Regions from separate parts of the Mus musculus genome. Here region 1 is linked to region 2. The links are chromatin contacts, called in public HiChIP or PLAC-seq maps. All regions are on one chromosome and are shown on one strand. Each heading gives the region's core, a stretch centred on a gene start, on an enhancer-like site or on the middle of the called end of the contact. The rest is flanking DNA. Distances are from core to core; before and after follow the strand shown.

Region 1 (7,510 bases), core at 2,635-5,134, 240 kb before region 2:
CTAAAAACTAAAAGCATCTCGTTCCTTTAGCTACTTTAATCCCAGCACTTGGGAGGCAAAGGCAGATAGATCTCTGTGAGTATGAAGCCAGCCTGATCGACATAGAGACTTTCAGGCCATCCTGGGACATACAAAATAAATGTATGAAAGCAGCTTCCTCAGAGCTGAGGAGATAACTCAGAGGGCAAAGTGCTTGTAGTACAAACATGTTGAATGAGTTTGATCCCCAGTACCTAGTAAAGGCCAGGTGCAGCAGGGCACATCTCTAACCACAAGGCTAAGAGTACACATGGCTGGATCTTGGGGCTCCCTGGAACAAACCATTCTAGCTGATTCTCTCCACTCTCCCCACACTAAATCCAAAGGCGCGTGCTGGGGGATTGTCAATTTTAGTGAAAGATGGTCTCAAAAGTAAGGTGGAGAGCAACAAAGGACACCACCAGTGTCAAGCTCCAGCCCTACATACACACAGACATGCTGGCAAACACTCCTGCACACACTTGTACCCAGACACACACTAAGTAAAATAAAGAAGTCTGTGTGTAAAGGCTTGCCCTATGGGAAGTCTCTGTGCAACACCTGTCAACTCCACCTACTAAGCCCTCGGCTTCCCATCAGGCTCCTCCTTTACCTGCTCACCCTCCCCGTACGCCTGCCTACCTATGTCTCTAGAGCGCTGGGTATAAAGCAATCCCAACAGTCCAGACCCACAGACTCCACCTTGCCCTGCTTATCCAGCCCTACAACCAGTCTTTTCCTAATCCCCTAATCTCCATGCCTGGCAGCAGTGTAAACACCCATCCTCAAGCCCCTCTCCAGGAATGGCCACTTACTACAGTCTTCCTCGTCACTGCCATCAGAGCAGTCCTGGTCCCCATCACAGCGCCAGGAAAGGGGCACACAATAGCCACTGGTAAGACACTGGAAGGTGTCTGTCGGGCAGGAGTCAGCTCTAGAGCCTGAGAAATGAACATAAATGAGGCCTTGGGAGGGTTGGGGGATCCAAATCTAGAATATCTTTCAAGAGGACAGTTATGAGCTGCAATCAGCTAGAGATAAGCGATGTAAAGAAAGGGTAAAGAAACTATATTGATAGCCACCCTCTACAGAGCCCTGGGTTTGGGGCCCTGGAAGTTCATGAATGCTGCTAGGCTCCAGTCTTCTGAAACACTATGACCACACAGAGCTGGTGACAAAAGTCGGGACTCAAACCCAGGTCTTACTGACCCTTGACACTATTAGGCTCCAAATGCTCCAAATGGCCACAAAGTCTACATTGGAGACCACCAAGCTCCATAGTTTAAACGGGCTCGGAGAAGAGCCGTTCCCCAACATGCTCTGCAAGAGACTCATGATCAAGGTCAGGGGGACCTAGTCTAACCCACCTGCTTAGCAAAGGGGAAACTGAGAGCCTGGGTAGTAAATCTGCTCAAAAGCCAGGCATGGTATTATATGTATGCAGGAGGTTGGAGGCAGAAGGACTCTGTGTTCCAGGCCAGTTAGGGTTATATAGGAAGACCTTGACTTAAAGCATGGTGATCATGTGTACTCGCCAAGACCTATTCCCTCATCTCCCAAGTTCTTCCCAGGTGAAAACACTCAGCTTGACCTAAATATGTCACCTCTGAACTAGACCCCTAGTACCGAATCTCCACCAGGCCAGAATATCACACTCTTATCTACTCTGATCACCCACTATCCCACGGGACCCAGGTCCTCTCACATCCAAGGCTAAATCCTTCCCTTCTCCATCAAACCCCTCTATCCTGGCCTCCTCCTCGTAGTTTATCTAAGAGACTTGACTCGCTTTCATCACAGGGCCTTTGCACGTGCCTTCCACAACCCAAGGGCCCTTCTTCCACTCTGTATTCAGAGGAAGAGGAGTCTAGACCGTTTTGCACATCAAGCAAACATTCTACCATTGAGCTATATACCCCAGCCACAGCCCACCTTGTCCTTCCACTCTATAGGTGTGATTCTTCTTCAGCTTTCAGATCTTAGTTTATATCTTGGGCAGTGTCTCATGTTCCCCAGGAAGCTCTGCCTCCCACAAACAACAGTCCCTAACTAGTAACATCCATATTCCTATTGACTGAACACTCTCAGTGAAAGTCAGGGACGTGGCCTCATGGCCATGTCTAGTGCCTGACAGTGTGTGAACAAGTCATGTGAGGGTCCACATTGACCCAGATAAAACCTAAGCCTTTCCAGGGAAGCCGGGGCTGTTTGCTGATCAAGAGGGGCAGGCAGTGAAGAGACCTGGTACTTGGGCCAGCAGGAAGGAATGAACAAAGACAGGAGGGAGCCTTTAGAGCTTCCTACCTCACACACAGAGCCAGAGCCTCCAAGACCCCTCCCTCCCTCTCCTTGTAGTCAAACGCAATTATACCTGCATACCACACAGTTCAGAAGCTCCAGAGAGCTGAAGAACTGAATACAAGCCCTGGCCACCACCCCTTCCTGCCCAGCATAGCCTCCTCTCCATGCCTAACAACTCACAGTCCTGCCAACTCAGACCTTCTCTTCCTGACTCTGTATTTTCTTGGAATGGGCCCAGAGCAGAGCAGACCCTATACCTCTTGGGGGCAATTAATCAGACAGGAGTCAGGATGACCCATGATTCCTCCTCCCAGTCTATGTCCTCATCTGTAAAAGAGGAATACTAAGGCCAGACTTAATGTTGCTCAATAGTAAGTCCAGCTCCTGGGATGCTGGAACAAGAAGACTGCTTGGAGCTACAAAACAGCCGAAAGTGGGAGGAGGGGTAGTTTATGGGTACAGATCCATAAACAGCCAAATACAATGGTCCATACCTAATAATCCCTGTGCTGGGGAGCCTAAGGCACAAGTTGAAAACAGCAGTCCAGCCTGTGTTATATAGTAAGTCCCTGTCTCAAAAAAAGGGGAACTAGTGCCTGCCTTTAATCCCAGTACTTGGGAGGTGGATCTCTAGGAGTTCAAGCCCAGCCTAGTCTATATAGCAAGTTGCAGACAGCCAGAGCTATAAAGTGAGACCCTGTTTGGAAAAAAAAAAAAAAAATCAAAACATAATAAAAACCTAAAAACAGAAACAAAAACAAACAAACCAAAAAAACCTTGAAACAGTTAAGACCTATTCTCATACAGAGTGGATGGTCAGTAGTGGCCAGTGGTCACAATCGGGCCTCCTCGTCCTGCCCGGGACAGGTTCCTGGCCAAGATTGGGGTTCACAGGGGAAATACACTCCAGGGCTCTTCCTTCCATTCTCTGAGGCAGGAATACAAGGAAAAACTGAAGCTCTGGGTGCTGAAAGAACAGCCACAGAACTGCAGCCTCAGGGCTGAAGGTTTCGGGAAGGCATACCTGCTGCAAGAAGGTACCGGGTGACCAGCCCTGCGTGGTGAGAGGTCAAAATCAGAAACAAAAGCCTTCCAGCCCACATTGAGCTGAAGGACGGCTTGGAGGTGACTTAGGGACAGCGCAGGAATAAGGGAGGAAGCTGAGCAGAACACAGGAGAAGGCACCCATGTGGCGGTCCCCTCTGCACGCACAGAGGGCCGATTCTCTCCACTCTACCCACGCTAAAGCCAAACACGCGTGCTGGGGGAGTGTCAACGACCGATGGGCGGCGCAGCCAATAGTGAGGCGATGCCAGCGCGTGGAGGCGGGATCAAAAGCGGTGTAGAAACGGGGGTTCACTCACCGGAGACTTGGACCCGGGTATGGGCCGGAGCCGGAGCGGCCTCTAGGCCTGTTCTGAGACCAAAGAGGAGCCGCAGCACCAGGCCCAGGGCCACTGCCCGCCCAGCTCCGCCCCGCGCCATCCAACAGCTAGCCGAACTGCTCCGCTCCAGCCGCAGCCGCTCAGTCAGAAGGACGCGCTGATTCTCGCGCACGCGCACACAAAGGCAGGGGGGAGTGGCGCAAGCAAGCCTGCGACCGTAAGTACCCGAATACAAGGGTACTTTGATTTTAGGGCTCCTCCTGGCTTCTTCCTAGCAGTAAAACCTAATGTGTTTGGTGACCTAGGCCTGTAACTCCCAGATATTCTACAGGCTGAGGAAGAACAAAGCCAACCTAGGCTATTAAAGGAGACCCTACCTCAGAATAAAAAACAGGAATTCGGGGAGTAGTTCAGTAGTAGAGCACTTGCCTAGTAGTATTCAGGAGGCTCTAGGTTTAATCCCCAGTTCCATGAAAATAACCACATTAACTTGAAATAATAAACTTCTGCTGAACAGTGGTGGTGTACGCCTTAAATCCCAGCACTTGGGAGGCAAAGACAGGCAGATTTCTGAGTTCCAGGCCAGCCTGGTCTACCGAGTAAGTTCCAGGACACCGGGGGCTACAAAGAGAAACCCTGTCTCAAAAAACCAAAAATAAAAATAAACCTTCTAGGGATATAAATGAACTTAGCAATTTTGACCTAAACTTCACATGTAGCCTACTGCAAATATCACTGCCCAATGGTCCCAATGAATATGGCAGCCACACCCTGTGAACACTCCCCAGCAGGTCCCTCCTTTGTGCCACCTAAGGATTTTACTTATTTTAGCTTTATTGTCTTGATTGCCCCCTAGAATGCCAGCTGCAGGCGAACCAGGATGTTGGTTTCCTTTGATGAATGGCGAAAATAGTGAGGGAATGATGGAATGATCAAATGAGTGAACAGTTACTGGCTTCGAACCTGGACTGACCATCTCCTTGGTTCCCATCCCAACCTCATTAACTTCTAGTTCTCACACACTTGAGAAACATTTATTCTAACATGGGCCTGGTAGATTGATACTACAATTGTATTAATTGTAATTGATACAGATTGGCAGCCTTGGGTTTTCTCATCCCACTTCCACAGTTGAATGCATTGAGTCAGCTTATCCAATGTGGCTAGTGATGTTGTGGTTTCTGCTGGTCTGAGGTAACCCAAGCTGGCCTGAAACTAGTGATCCTCTCTCTTGCTTTGGCCTCCGAAGTATTGGGGATATAGTCATGTACCAGCTTAGTGTTTTATTCTTCACATTACGTTTTCCATAGCTCTACCTTAAGATTCCACGACACTGGCCGGGCGTGGAGGCGCATGCCTTTAATCCCAGCACTCGGGAGGCAGAGGCAGGTGGATTTCTGAGTTCAAGGCCAGCCTGGTCTACAAAGTGAGTTCCAGGACAGCAGGGCTACACAGAGAAACCCTGTCTCGAAAAACCAAAAAGAAAAAAAAAAAAAAAAAAAAAAAAAGAATCTATGACACTACCTCCCAACAAGGCTGGAAGGCAAGTCACTAACCTTCAAATGGCTAAGTTTCCCAGAATGTAGACCAGAAGGCTACATAGAAGTCCAGACTTTCACACAAATGGTGCTGCTTGTGGATGGATGGCCTCTCTACCACCGTAAATGTTAGAGGTTATGACTACTTTTGGAGTGTACTGTGTAAGCCTCACCAATTTCTGGAGAAGGCAATGGTATTCAGGCAGAGAGGGATGCAGACAGAGGTAAGTAAGACAGCCCAGGGGAGGGTGGGGATCATCCTACATTTTTTTTTCCTCTTTTTTTTTTTTTATTATGTATTTTCCTCAATTACATTTCCAATGCTATCCCAAAAGTCCCCCCCTCCCCCCACCCATTCCCATTTTTTTTTTAAATTAGGTATTTTCCTCGTTTACATTTTCAATGCTATCCCAAAGGTCCCCCATACCCACCCCCCAGATCATCCTACTTTTGAGGATCAGGATCTTGGTAGGGTGCTACCTGCCCCTGGGACACGGCCATCAGGCATAGGCCTCCATGAGTGCAGAGCTTAAGGCTTGTTTGTATAACTATGTATATTACATTCCTCCTTCAAGGAATGTCCTCCCTGTTAAAGTTAATAACTCCATGATAATCAGAGACAGCAAGAGTGCAGGAGGCCAAGGTGTGGCTAATGTCTCAGCAAAATGGTAAACATTAGGATCTTAGGAACAGCTTAGGCCTGTGAGAAAGAACTTTAAAAAAAGAGTTCAAAAATATTTAATTTCTCAAAAAATAAGGATGCAATATGAATTATATGAGCTTCACTAATCTAAAGGAACAAAAGCAGTTGTGCTGGGAGCCGACTTGTCAGAAAGATACTCGGGAGATAAAGAGACGTGGGGAGTGGTGATCAAAGGATAGCCCACCCAGCTAAGTTTGTTTGTTTGTTTGTTTATGCTTACAAAAGCAGACATTTGAGTTCAGGGTTGGCCTGGGACAGAGCAAGTTTTTGGCCCAGGCATGGAAGAAATATTATTTCGGGATGGGGTCCCACCCAGCTAGCTTATGGTCTATGTTTAACAGTAGCAGGCATCTTCTGAATTCTTTTGCAATGTTTAAAAAAAAAAGGGTGTGCTTACTGTCTTCTAAGAATTAAGGGGCTGGGGTCACAAGATGCTGATTCATAGGATAATCAAAAGGGATCCTGGAATACATGACTAGATTGACATGTAAAATAAAAGACTGGGTTCATGATCTGCATGAGATACTCAGAGAATTTTTTTTTGAATAGCAAGAGAGAAGTGCTTGGAGAACTGGCATAAGCAGAACATAGAGAGAGAGCAGCTGTCTGGAGACCTCCAGAGAGAGCAGAACTTACAGAAAGCACTCTAGAGAGCTGTCTCAAGCAAAACATAGGTCCTCAGCTTAGACCCACAATTTGTTCTCACCTCCCAGACAACTCTTCTCTCAGAACCCCTTTCCAAGACAAGGCTGGTCCTTGGTGGTGGGGGAAGGTATCTGGGCAGACCCTAGATTTACACAGAGCAATGCAATCCACTCCCCAACTGCCTAGAATTCACCAGCTCTCAATGAGCCCGAGAGAGTGCACTGTCTGTTCAAGATGACCTCCCAGAATTGCTCAGAGAACTGCCAAAACAGAGATAAAGAGGTGAGCCCACACACGAAAGCAAACACCTATAATCTCTTCAGCTGAGGCTGAAGGACTTCATTAACTTCAAGGTCAGCACGAGTTATTTAGTAAGTTCCAAGTTAGCCTAAGTTAGAGTAGGGACCTGCCTCAGAAAACAAAAGGACTCAAGATGGAGCTCAGTTGGTAGAGAGCTTGCTTGTCTGGCATGCACCAAGCCCTGTGTTCAATTCCCAGCATCCTATAAACCAGGGCTGGGGGCACACACTAGTAATCCTAGTATTTCGGAAAAAAAAAAAAAAAAAAAAAAAAAAGGAGGAGGAGGAAAGAGAAAAAAAAAAAAAGAAAATCAGCCAGGCTTGGTGGCACACACCTTTAATCCCAGCACGCAGGAGGCAGAGGTAGAAGGATCTCTGAATTGGGGGCTAATTGTCAATAGTGAGTTCCAGGATAGCCAGGGCTACACAGAGAAACACTGTCTCAAAAAAGCAGAGAAAGGAAGGAAAGAAGGGAGGGAGGGAGGGAGGGAGGGAGGGAGGGAGGGAGGGAGGGAAGGTAGGAAGGAGGGAGGGAGGGAGTCCTTTCCCACACCACTCCTGCAATTTCCTAGGTCATAAATCTACACAGCAATTTTCAATACCACATATTGCCCGAGGCCT
Region 2 (6,736 bases), core at 733-3,232:
CAGCCAAGTCACTTGTCCCGCGAGAGAAGGTGACATTTCGGGTACTACCTCCGCCCCAGCCTTCTTTCTTCACCCGGAACTGTAGTCTAGGGGAGAGAAAGGAGTTTGGGGGTCCCTCTTCCACACCCTACTGGTGCCCGGGACCCTGCAGTAGGTAGGGTGTACGGCCCATAGGTCGGGCGGAGGATGGTGCCCAAGCTGGCTATGGATTGAGGGGCGTACAGGTCACTGAAGGTGAGGGGAAGGGGCCTGCGCGCTGCCTCTTCAAAACGCTTGCACAGAAGGCTGACAAACTCGGTCTTGAAGATACTTTCTAAGAAGCTGTCCGCAGCCTCTTCTTGAAGGATGAAGAAGTCATCCTGTCGGGTGCTGGGAAAAAAGTAAGAGAGCATGAAATGAGGGTGTAGGAAGACATGATGTGTAGGGTCCAATCTATGAAGATCAAGCTGGGGGAAGGGAGAAGGAGGAGCCTGGGAAGGTGGTAACTGAGAATGACCAGAGGTCAGGTAGGAAGAGGGACAGAAATTGTCTCCACACAAAGATCATGAAAGTAGGGCAGGACCTGAGTTGCATTCTCTGGGACCCACTTGGTGGAATGCCTTTGCACAGACCTCCACTCATGTGCTGTGATGTGTGCCCCTTCCCCCAAATAAAATGTAATCAAATAGTTTGTTGAAGATCATGAAAGTAGAGGCAAGTGAATGTGGCAGGTAGCAGCAAGACAGCTATAGGTATAATAGCACCTAAAGTTACCATGGTAACAAGCAAGGAGGCAGCCCAGGAACACCTGACAGGTGGGTTACCACAGGACAGGTGGCTACTTGGCCTTACCTGAGAGACACCCCTCGGAGGGCCTGGATATCCAGTTTCTTCTTCAGGACTTCACGCACTAGACCCTTCTCTGGTCCCCTTTTCACCTTCTCTCTCCCAATCACATACACACACTTTGGGGTCAGGATCAAGTCCCGTTTGATAGGCTGCAGGAAGACAAAGCCAGAAGCTGATGGGTGGTCCCCAGGGGATGGGCAGCCTGGCCAGAGGATCAACCCTAGACAAGGGTGGAGCTTTCAGGGCAAGTGACTGGGAAATCTCTTTGTGTGTGAGTTGCTAAATCATGTAAGAAATAGAGTAAAGGTGAGGTTATATTGTTTAGAAAATGTATGTCAGGGCTAGTTGACAGGTAGAAGATAAAAGAAATACCTGATAGCTGTGTGTGTGTGTGTGTGTGTGTGTGTGTGTGTGTGTGTGTGTGTGTGTGTGTTGTGGAATGCTGTCTTCTGGGTATGACATGGCTGTTGCCCTCTGCAGCCAAATTTACCCTCAAGAGACTTGCACAAGATTGGGCCTACTAACTTTTGATTTCGGGCGAGGGACTCATGTGGCCCTGTCTTTCCTTGAAGATCTCTAGGCAGTTAATGGTTTGTGTGGGAGAATGGGAGGTATTTTTCTCCAGCTTATTTTAAGTTGCCAGTGCTTCTGTAAGTAACTAATCTCTGATCCACGTCTCTGGAAATAACCCAGAATAAACTTGTCCTGTCTCTGAGCTACACTTTGACGGAATCATTTCTTCGCTCTATCGTTAGTGTCCTATTTGGAGTAAAGAGACATTTTGTTAGTCTCTCTAGGAAAAGTTCACAAAACTGTATGCATGTGTATACATCTGTGCTGGGGATGGAAGCCTTGCATGCTAAGCATAAGAGGCCAAATCTACTCCATCTTGGTATCAGCCTCCATCTTAAAGAAAAAAAAAAAAAAAGCCTGAGAACTTGAACTGCAGCTGAACCCGAGCCGCACCCAACTACCAGAAAGGACTCCTTGGCTTCTCCTTAGCCCATACCGCAGATTTACTCCCTAGATACTTCCTAGCAACAGTTAATCAAAGATTAGTCTGATTGTTTCAGATGGACTTGCAGACTGGTTGTGACTAGATGTGGTCTTGCTTTAGATTGCCCACCTGTCAGCTTATTGTCATTCTATTAGATGCTTGCCAGGCTGGGTACCCCTCACTTGTTCCCATTTCCTAAAATAGATTGTCCTGCTGAGGGTTCAGGCTGCTCCGCCTTCCTGTTCTGATGTGTCAGGATTGGGCTGGAGGAGAGCCCAAGCCTGAGCTTGTAATAAAGAGACCCTGATTCGATTGCATTGGAAACAGCTCCCTGGTGGTTTTTTGGGATTCACAATGCTTCCTAGCAGACCCAAGCACACACTGAGCCACACGCCCTCAGCTCAGCTTTTGTAAAGGTATGGATTGAGGTCAGGTACTGGTGGCATACACTTTACATCTCAGTACTTTAGAGGAACCCTATCTTGGGGGAAGTGTGTGTGTGTGGGGGGGGAGAATATTGATGGCTTGAGTGATTGAATGCACATCACAGAGGCAGGTAAGAGCATATTGCCCAGTCTTTTGTGGTGGCACACACTTGTAATCTCAGGCCTTGGGAGGTTAGGGGTGGCACACACTTGTAATCTCAGGCCTTGGGAGGTTAGGGGTGGCACACACTTGTAATCTCAGGCCTTGGGAGGTTAGGGGTGGCACACACTTGTAATCTCGGGTGGGGCTTGGGAGGTTAGGGGAGGAGGATTGTTCATTTTAGGCCAGCCTTGGCTCAAAGGAATGAATAAAAGAAAAGACATGGTCACAAGTAAGGGGCATATGTGTATATGAACCACATGAATCTATGAGTTGTATAGGAAGGTGGGGTATGACGGTTAGTTATATTTTATTTTTACAGTTATTTATTTTGTGTGTATCTGTAGACATGGCATGGAGGTCAGAGAACAGCCTGTGGAAGTTGGTTCTTTCCCTCTACCAACTGGGTTCTAGGGATTGAACTCAGGTCTTCAGGGTTGTGAGCAAGCACCTTGACCTGCTGTGCCTGCCATCTTCCCATCTCATCTCATATATACATCCATACAACTGCATGTCTATAAGGGATTTTCTAGATTATGTTAATTGGTCATGACTATTAATGATTTCTGGAACAGTCAGGCGTGCACTTGTGAACAAGGCTTCCTTGACCTGGTTAGAGTGTTTATATAGACAGGGGCTTCAGAGTCAAGTTAAGGTACAATGGACATGTGTGTCTAAGCCAGGTGAGGGAAGTGGTCCTGGGGAATAGGGCTTCTGGATCAGGTGACTATGTCATAGTAGAGACATCTGGTAAAATGAGGGTGCATCTGATGTAGGTCTGTCTGGGTTACACAAGGACAGGCCTGAATGACAGCTCTATTACCGGCTGTGGGTGTGGGGCTGGGTGTGACAGTGCAGCGTGAGATGTTTCCTTTTCCTCCACCCAGGGTTGCATATAGCTCAGGCTGACCCAGAGCTCACTCTATAGTAGAGGATGGCCATGAAATCCTGATCTCCCTCCCCTCCCCCAAGAGCTGGGATTGTAGACATTAGCTACCATGCCTCGTTTATGTAGCACTGGGAATGGAACACAGGGTGCATGCTAAGCAAGCGCTCTGCCAATTCCGCTACAGCTGCATGAGGTCCTGTTTGATGGACACCAGTATCTACCACAGTGGAGGTTTTCCTTGTGGATAGGCGTGTCTGGGCCTGGTGGGGGCATGTCTGCGAGAGAGGATGACTGGAGGCTAGGTGAGCACACTTATGTGGAAAGGTGCATCTGGGTCCCATGGGTTACGGTATGCTTCTGGTGTGCTTCCTCAGCAGAGGCACAGCCTCAGATGCAAACACCCACCCAGGTCTCACCTTGAAGCGGCGGTCATACTTGGTGACTGAGTCGGCAAAGTCCACTCGTTCCCTTTTAGCCAGGAACTGGCGCAGCTCAGGCCGCTCCTCCAGTCCCAGATAGTCCCCAACGAAGTTACGGTTGATGCTGTTTCGCCTTCGTTCCTTCTTGTTCAGTAGGATGTTAGAAGCTGAGCGGACATGTGTGTAGTTAAAAGTCATGGCCTCTCCTTAATCCTCTTGCCCCCAGACTGAGCCTCCTAATGAAGGCCCCTCACCTTCTTCCCGCATCTCTTCATACTTTCGGACTGCTACATGGCGCCGCCAGGCTTTCTGGATAGTGCGAGCGAAGCCGTCAAACTTCCTCTCTCGCATCTCTTCCAGGAGGAAAAGCTGGACAGGAGGGAGGGAGAGTGGCGAGTGGCATCTCTCAAGTCCCTGACTTCTCATGGACCCTCCTGGATAGCCTCACTCTTGCTATGCAGTTGAGGATAACCTTGAACTCCTGATCCTTCTGCCTCTCCCTAAGTGCTGGGATGATAGGCATGCACCATTACATCTGGTTTATGGGCTGCTAAAAGGAACCCAGGGCTTTGTGTGTACTAGGCAAGCACTCTATCAAATGAGCAACATTCTCAACATCCAAAATAGTTTTTGTTTTCTCTTCATGACTGCACCCACAAGTTCTTCCCATTTAGGGAATTGAAGAGATGGTTCAGTGATTAAGAACACTGGCTACTTTTCCAGAGGCCCTGGGTTGGTTTGGTTCCTAGCACCCACATGGTGGCTTACAACTCTCTGTAACTCCAGTTTCAGGGGTCTGATGCCCTCTTCTGGCTGCCACAGGTACTTCATGCACATGGAATACAGACATATAGGCAGGTAAAACACCCATACACATAAAAGAAGTAAAATATTTACAAAATTTATTTGTTTATTTGCTTATTTATTTGAGACAGATTCTCTCCACATGACCCTGGCTGTCTTGGAAATTACAGTGTAGACCAGGCTGGCCTTAAACTCACAGAGAGATCCTCTTCTGCCTCTGAGAGGTGGCATTAAAGGGATGTACCAGAACACGTGGTTGGTACGCACCTTTAATCCAGCATTCAGGGGGATCTTTGAGTTTGAGGCCAGCCTGATATATGTAGAAAATTCCAGGCTAGCCAGGGCTACATAGTGAGACCTCATCAAAAACAAAACTCTCAACAAATAATTCCGTTTCCCCCATCCCCATTCTAATAAAAACTGACCACTAACTTGTCATGTGTTAATAGTTCTCACTTAGTAAAGTTTCCCAAAATTCAAGTCTGCACACTAAAAATTTTGTCATAATACATTTTTTTAAAAAAGATTTATTTATTTATTATATGTGAGTACACTGTAGCTGTCTTCAGACACTCCAGAAGAGGGCATCGGACCTCATAACAGATGGTTGTGAGCCACCATGTGGTTGCTTGGATTTGAACCCAGGATCTTCAGAAGAGCAGTCAGTGCTCTTAACCACTGAGCCATCTCTCCAGTCCCCCACAAATAAATTTTTTGAGACAGGGTCTCTTACTAAACTGGTCTGGAACTGGTCCCAATACCTCAGCCTCCTAAGTGTTGGCATATAGCGATAAGCTACTATAGCCAACCTCAAATTTTAATTTTTCTTATATAGCTTTACCAGAGGGACTGGGATGTACCTCGGTTGGCAGGGTGTTTGCTTAGTATTCACAAAGTCTGGGCTCCACCCCCAGAACTACCAAAACCCGTGGCTGTGATGCACCAGGTATGAGGTGGTGATAGGAGGAACCAAAGTTTAAAGATGCACAGTGAGGTGGAGGCCAGCCAGGGTTTCATGGGACTCTGTCTTCAGAAAAAGAAGGCTTTGGCCTAGCTCTTTTTATTCTATGTATTTTTTCTACCGTGTGTCAATTTTTGGAGGATTAATTTCTTGTGGGAATTTTGCCTGCAATAATTAGGAAGCTGGGATTCTCTTCCCCATCCTCTCATTCTCTTTCCTCCCCCCATTTGCCCCCTCCTGTGTCCTGTCTTACATGTTACAACTAAGTTTTCCTAGGCACAGTTTTACACATTTGCACCTTTGTTCTTTGATAACCCTTTACTTCTCCCACCTTCTTCCCCTCCTCTCTACTCAGCCTTTCCCTTCCTTCCCAAGGTCTCATTCTGTAGCATAGCATGGTCTGGAACTCACAGGGCTGGAGACTCCTGCTTCAGCTGCTAGTGCTTGCATTGTAGGTAAAAAATTTTTTATTGGATATTTCATTTATTAACATTTTAAACTTTATCCCCTTTCCCCATTTCCTCTTCGCAAACCCCAATCCTATTCCCACTCCCCCTGCTTCTGTGAGGGTGCTCCCCCACCCACCTACACACTATCGCCTCCCTGCCCTGGTATTCCCCTACACTGGAGCATCGAGCCTTCACAGGACCAATGGCCTTTCCTCCCATTGATGCCGGACAAGGTCATTCTGCTACTGGAGGCCATATGCAGCTGGAGCCATGGGTTGCTCCATGTGTCTTTGGTTGGTGGTTTAGTCCCTGGGAGCTCTGGGGTGTCCGGTTGGTTGATATTGTTAGGTAATAATTTCTATTAGTAATACTTTGAACTTTTTTTCTTTTTATGGTGCTGAGGAATGGAGCACAGGGATTTTTAGGCTAGGCAATGGCTCCATCATTAAACGGCCATGCCAGCCCCTCACTGGGGGATTCTAGTCAGGGTCTCATCCTTTAGCTCGCCCTCTCAGTCCCTACTAGCAGATTCTAGGTGGGAATTTTAACTTTTGAGACATTCAGACCTCTCTCTCTTTCTCTCTCATATTCATATACATACATACATATATATATATTACATCTAATAATATACATGTATATCTGTATCTGTATATATATTAGGAGGGGGAGAAGCAGAATGGGGGAGAGGAGCAGAAGGAATGAACAAAGGAATAGAGAAGGACAATGAGAAAGGGATCTCTGCACAAATGGGGGCTCTTTAGTCTACCTAAGGGGCACCACCACACTATACCCTGTATTTGT

The links. HiChIP or PLAC-seq counts read pairs in DNA pulled down with a chosen protein or histone mark.
Region 1: an H3K27ac HiChIP or PLAC-seq map of embryonic stem cells shows a contact between it and region 2, with 20 read pairs. The contact joins the promoter of Cd320 here to the enhancer-like site in region 2. A contact is called at or near these places in 4 of 39 promoter capture datasets (erythroid cells, liver, pre-B cells and 1 more), 1 of 484 Hi-C or Micro-C datasets (bone marrow-derived macrophages), 6 of 115 datasets of contacts at active chromatin or transcription factors (bone marrow-derived macrophages, embryonic stem cells and stem cell-derived neural progenitor cells) and 3 of 9 other capture datasets (adipose tissue, liver and pancreatic islet).

What each region holds. Positions count from the first base shown.
Region 1 is chr17:33,839,465-33,846,974 of GRCm38.p6, reverse strand. Cd320 (CD320 antigen) reads right to left here and starts at 3,884. Exons shown (of 5, transcript NM_019421.3): 1 at 3,684-3,884; 2 at 834-959. The coding sequence starts at 3,804.
Region 2 is chr17:33,595,292-33,602,027 of GRCm38.p6, reverse strand. It overlaps Myo1f (myosin IF), which reads right to left. Exons shown (of 28, transcript NM_053214.2): 20 at 3,973-4,087; 21 at 3,716-3,885; 22 at 832-977; 23 at 223-369; 24 at 1-86. Among named protein-coding and RNA genes, the nearest start is that of Zfp414, 30 kb to the left of the region's middle. Within about 2 kb of position 1,982, at least 4 of the 459 cell types and tissues checked have an H3K27ac peak or open chromatin away from gene starts, as enhancers often do. A contact at or near this core is called in embryonic stem cells, where this site is marked.